Regions from separate parts of the Mus musculus genome. Here region 2 is linked to region 1. The links are chromatin contacts, called in public capture Hi-C maps. All regions are on one chromosome and are shown on one strand. The core of a region is the stretch at or near the end of the contact, and the rest is flanking DNA. Distances in the headings are between cores, read along the strand shown.

Region 1 (2,700 bases), core at 128-2,627:
AATCCCCCAAAATTTTTGTCAAAATTACATTGTAAAAGACTAAAATAAACAGTGCTCCAAAGACCATTTTTCTCTCTTAATTCTCTCTTTCTAAACAAGCTAAATTCATGTTCATTTACAATCTCCCAAATCTCTCACTATTGTAGCAGAAATCTAAAACAAAGACTCTACAAATGATCAAAACCATAATTAAAATGCAGCCGTCACTTTTTTTTAAGATAAAAAAAGAATGAAATTTCAGAGTAGAGACAGGCCGATGACAAAGAAGTCTGGTCTTGAATCATTTGTTTATTTTTATCGTTAAATATTTTGGTAGGTTTGGATCCACTAAATGCTGGCAGTTGGTTTCATCTACAGTCAAGAAGACCAGAAGATTCGCTACAACCACTTTAGGGGTAAAACAGGAACTCACTTTAACAACCATCCGAACTCAGATGTCCTCAATCCATTCTGGAAGACGGTTCTCACACGCATTATTAATGAAGGCTGCTTATTGTGAAATCGCTGGAACGGGCCACCAAATGGTGTGCTTTCATTATTAACGAAACTAGCAAAAATAGTAATTATGTTCTCCATAAACAGTGCTTATGCAGGATCTCCAGGCGCATGAGAAACATACATTTTCAGCAACCCAACAATGACGTGCCATTGTTGTTTTTTTTCAGGCAGTTCCAATGTCATCTGGGCAGTTTAGAATTAAAGTTTTTCCCGAGATCTGTCACGCGCGGGGCGAGGCGTGGCTGCGGCCCGGGTCACCCAGTGCCCACCCTGGTGTAGATCCCCGCGCCTGCGACACCCGCGTGTGCTCCCACGGAAGGCGAGGGTGCTCGGGAAGGGCAGCCGCCGCAGGTTCCCCGGGATCGCCGCGAGCTGTGCCAGGCCGGACTCTTCCGGGCACCGAGTGCCCGGCTGGACCGGCCCGGACATGCCCAAGCCGTCCTCGGCCCAGCGGCAAGGGACTGAGGGCTCAGGGGCTGCGGTCTCGGGGTCTGCGGGCTCGGGGACCACGGGTCTCCAGGGCACCGGGGGCGAGCCAAGGACAGCCGCCCGCCGAGCCCCGGCCTCCCGCAGCCGCGCTGCCCCGGCCCCGCAGGCCCCGGTCCCGCCGGTCCTCCAGCGGAGCTCCCTCCCGCCTCTCCCGTCCCCCACAGCCCTTACCTGGCTCCCGGATCGGGCGCGAGCGGCGGCGGGGGTCGGGGACGGCGGCCCGCGCGGCTCCCACGCTTCCGCCGGAGTCAGGAGTTGAACATTCCGCCTCTCCGCGCGGCGCCAATGAGGAAGACGTCGCGGCAACAGCACCACCTACCTCCGAGCGTGGAACCGCCGGCCGGCCAGCCTCCGGGCACGCCCGGCTCGGTGCCCAGCAGGGAGGCCGGGGCTCGGGGTCGCGGAGAGCCCGGTTGCTGCCCCCCCCCCCTTACCCCCCGTGAGACTGAATGCACTTGGCTGGGAAGGGGACAGCAGGGAAGGCAATGTCAGGGTCGCGGGTGCCTCAGTGGGACCATCAACAGGTACTTTGGAGATTTTGAGGAGGAGTCAAGGCCTGCTGCTCTGGTTGGTGACTTTTAAGATGAAGTGCCCGCGATTTCCCATCGAGGAGACAGAGTCCATGACAAGTGTGAACAAAACGTGTCACCTGGCTTTGGGAAGAAAAGAAATTGATCGGGGAGGATGTAGATGGAGTGGAAAAAGAGGAGAGGTTGCAAAAGTAGGGAACACAGTTTCTGAATTAGAATTTCACGTGTACACACGTGGAGAGTTAAGGAAAGTTGAAATCGTGCAAAATGGATATTCGTATTTTAGTGCATGGCTTTATATTTGGAGCAGGAGGCTTACCAGCCTGAAGATGTTAAGCCATATTCTCTTTCCTCCCCATCCATTTTAGTAGTGGTTTAGAGAGTTGCTTAGGGATGGAAACAAGATAAGTGGTAGATATTGTCACTACCAGGTAACAGATAGAATCGTGAAGGCTAGAGTTAGAGGGTACAGTTTGGGATCGTTTTTAAAAAGAAAATTGGAATTGAGAGACATGTTTCAGAAAGAGGCCACAGAAATTTGTGACCCATTCGGTTGGGAAAGAAGAAAGCGGTGATGCCAAGATTTGAGACCTGGGTGACTGGAAGAACGATGGTGTCATTGACAGAAATAGAAATCTGTGGAGAGGAAACTGGCTTCCTGCTGAGTTTTGAAGTCAGGAGAGGAAAAACAGGCAGAGATGAAACAAGAAACGGAAATCAGAAAAGAAGCCCAAAGAGAAATAGAAATTTTGAAAACCGTTCATATATATTTAATATATGAATGGGAAAGGATGGGTAAATATACACTAATGAAAAAAGAAACCACTTTCTGGTCTGTGATTACAAAGACTGAGGATTTTGGATTAATAAATTGCATTTTGGTAACTGAGAAGGTTGATGAAAACTATCCAGCTAAAAAAAATTCTTTTGTAGGTGATCAAACAATTGTTTAAAAAAAAAAAAAAGCTGTCTATCTACTCAAAAAAAAAAAAAAAAAAAAGGGTGCTGGGCTCTTGAGCGCGAAATGAACATGAGACTGCAGTCACCTTAGCTTTAAAGACATCCGATTGTGTCCTGACTCTGGCTGAGGAATCAGAGAGCCTGACTTTGCTGTTGCTCCTCTCAGTTGTCACATGGGACACTTAACAGGCAGTCCTCAGTTTCCTGCTCACCAAAATCAGGT
Region 2 (2,700 bases), core at 50-2,549, 420 kb before region 1:
TTGGTGTCCCAGGCAGGCCATGGCTGGCCGGAGATCAGTGAGTCTCCCCAGATCACCACTTCCCCATCTAGCTTAAGTGTAGCACCCTGTTAGAGCCCTTCTCTGGCTGTGTTGAAGGTTTCACAGAGCAGAGGCACAGACAGCTCTGCCTTTTACAGCTCTGGACACATTCTCACCAGAAAGCCTGAGCTCACTCTGGAACCAGCCACCTTTTAATCCAGTGTCTCCTGAAAGAACACGTCAGTTCCTCCTCTGAGATGAGGTGATAGTTCATGGCGAACACTGTCTTGCTTCCTTATAAATCCGTCACAAGTTAGGGGACAGAAGGAGAGAATAGTCCCCAAAGCATTCCTGCTTTGGCAGTTTGGACGTACCAAATTTCTCTCCTGCTGTAGTGCCCACATACCTTGAGGAGCTGGTCCACGTTTGGGAGTGGCAGCTGCCTGTTCTTGTGATTTCTTTCTTTGTGGCCTGGTGCAATAGAATCTTCCAGGGTCAGAGACGGAGCTCAGCTATAGAGGATGAAGCCGTGAGTTCTCTTTCTAGCACTGTATAAAGAGGGTGTAGCAGTGCATGTCTGAAATCTGGGGGGGGGGGTAGGCAAGAAGATACAGAGATCAAGGTCTCGTCCTCAGCTGCAGAGGGAGGTGGAGGCCAACTTGGACCAGAGACCCTGGCATAGAAAAGCAAGAAAGATAGGAAAGAAGGGAAGAGGGAGGAAGGAAAAGAAAATGGAAGAGGGGTGGAGAAGGGAGGGAGAGAGAGAGAAGACAAAGAAAACAAAGGAAGGAGAGAGAGAAACGTTGTCCCTGCGTCTGTTCTCACATACCATTTGTTCTAGAAACGAAATTTAAGTTCATCTTGTTAGCATCTTGAGCTACCTACATTTCAGTGACCCCCTTCCATAAGACAAAGTGGATATATTTATCTCATCAAGCAACAGCAGGGTCAAGGCTGCCAAGAATTCCTCCGTTTTCTGCTTCTCGGAGTGGCCAGCTGATCACCGAGGGCAGGGACCCGAGTGAAGGCGGCTTTAGTGGTGGTGTTCAGCCCCACAGGCATAGAGGGCTGTGCTCATTAAGTCTTCCGGTCCCAGGAATGGCTGGAGGCCTTCTGGGGAAGCTGCTTAGAAGATCGCTGGGGGACTCCTGCTGTTACCCTGAGTTGAGTTTCTCTCCTTTTTCTCCCAGTTATGCCCTTATTAGAGAATCCTCTAAAACCAGGAGGAAGGAGAGGCGAGCTTTCTGGCTAGCTCACAGTCCTCCTGCCGCTCATTAAGGCCCCTTGCTCAGTGTGTTCTGTGATGTGAACTTGTGAACTCGGTACTGCTTACTTCGCCATCATTGCGAAATCAGCACTTAAAGCTATCAAGGACCCAACGGCAACCAGCTCTCAGGAGGCCGGAACAAAGGCGCCTGCCATTGTACTCCGGGGCTACTTGCTGCTTTCTCTGGCTCATGGTTGATGGTATTTCAAGGAATAGGAATTGGACTATGGGTTGCATTCTTACCCGTCCTTGAGCTCCATGTATCATGCGCAAAGAGAGCCCTTGTGCTTTCTGAAATGAATTCTGAGCACTTAGGAACAGGGGACTGGGTTTTACAAATCAGTTACGCTTTGAACCGCTAGGAAAACCCTCAAGATTACGGTGGCAAACAGAGCCGATATGGGGGGCAATTAGAGACAGAATGACGCAGGAAGAAGGGTGAAAGGATTCTCGCTTAGGATAGCTCCGAGGACGCGATGGGGCTGGGGACTGTTTAGTAGCGGTAGAGATGGGAGAGGACGTGTTACCTTAGAATTTTACTCTTGTTTGTGTGACTCACTCAGATCTTGGCCCCTTCTTATCTATATTCCTCTTGTACGTTCTCAACACAACGTTTTTTTGATGGTGGTCTGCACAACACATTCCCCCCCCCCAACCTTAGGTTTCTGCTGGATGACAGTGTTATCAAATTATGCAGGCTCTCCTAACTCACATTTATCATTCACTGAGTTTATCAGACAGCTGGGGAGTCAGACACAGCTATAAGATATTTCATAAACAAGACACTGACCTACTCTCTTTAAGGTGCCTTTGTCTATCTCAATACTTTATACAATGCTCATCCAGTAAAATCCAAAGAGAACAGACAGGGATGGAGAGAGAAATGGGAACAGAAGAGAATGGCTGCATTTGCTCACACAGCTAAGACAACCTTACTCTCTTCATTGGCTGCATCTTACCTAGAAGACATTGAGATATCTCTCTGAGGATGTTTGTCCAAATACTTCTCTGAACTCTATGAGGGCTTGTTGGGTAAGCCATGTTGAACATTTTCCAAATGATGGTGCTCATGTATGCTTGGATGCTAAATTAGCATATCATAAAAGGTGGGGACATATCTTCTTTCTCCTCCCTATTTGTCTGGTTTGCCGTTTCTGTGCTGGTACATAACAGTTTCTCTGTAGGTTGCTTACAGTTCATTAAGGGGTTGCTCTATTTATTAGGAAGCAATCATGCACTTATACTTTCTCTTATCTGAAGTACAGTCTTAGATGTTAGACCATACACTAATCACGTTTGAACGTGATGAGTACACATTCACATTGTTAAGGTAAATGACCCAATGCACTCAGAGCGAAGATATATTTGAACTACAGTTTGTGCTTTGGACTGCAATGTTAAACAGTCCCAGTCAGCGTGGGAAGGCGCCCTGG

The links. Capture Hi-C pulls out chosen DNA fragments and counts their contacts.
Region 2: a capture Hi-C map of embryonic stem cells shows a contact between it and region 1, with 3 times the contacts expected there. The contact joins the promoter of 8430437L04Rik here to the promoter of Map3k20 in region 1. A contact is called at or near these places in 1 of 115 datasets of contacts at active chromatin or transcription factors (embryonic stem cells) and 1 of 9 other capture datasets (embryonic stem cells).

Annotation. Positions count from the first base shown.
Region 1 is chr2:72,284,314-72,287,013 of GRCm38.p6, reverse strand. It overlaps Map3k20 (mitogen-activated protein kinase kinase kinase 20), which reads right to left and starts at 1,377. Exons shown (of 20, transcript NM_023057.5): 1 at 1,159-1,377.
Region 2 is chr2:72,702,109-72,704,808 of GRCm38.p6, reverse strand. It overlaps 8430437L04Rik (RIKEN cDNA 8430437L04 gene), which reads right to left and starts at 1,299. Exons shown (of 7, transcript NR_040503.1): 1 at 830-1,299; 2 at 407-584.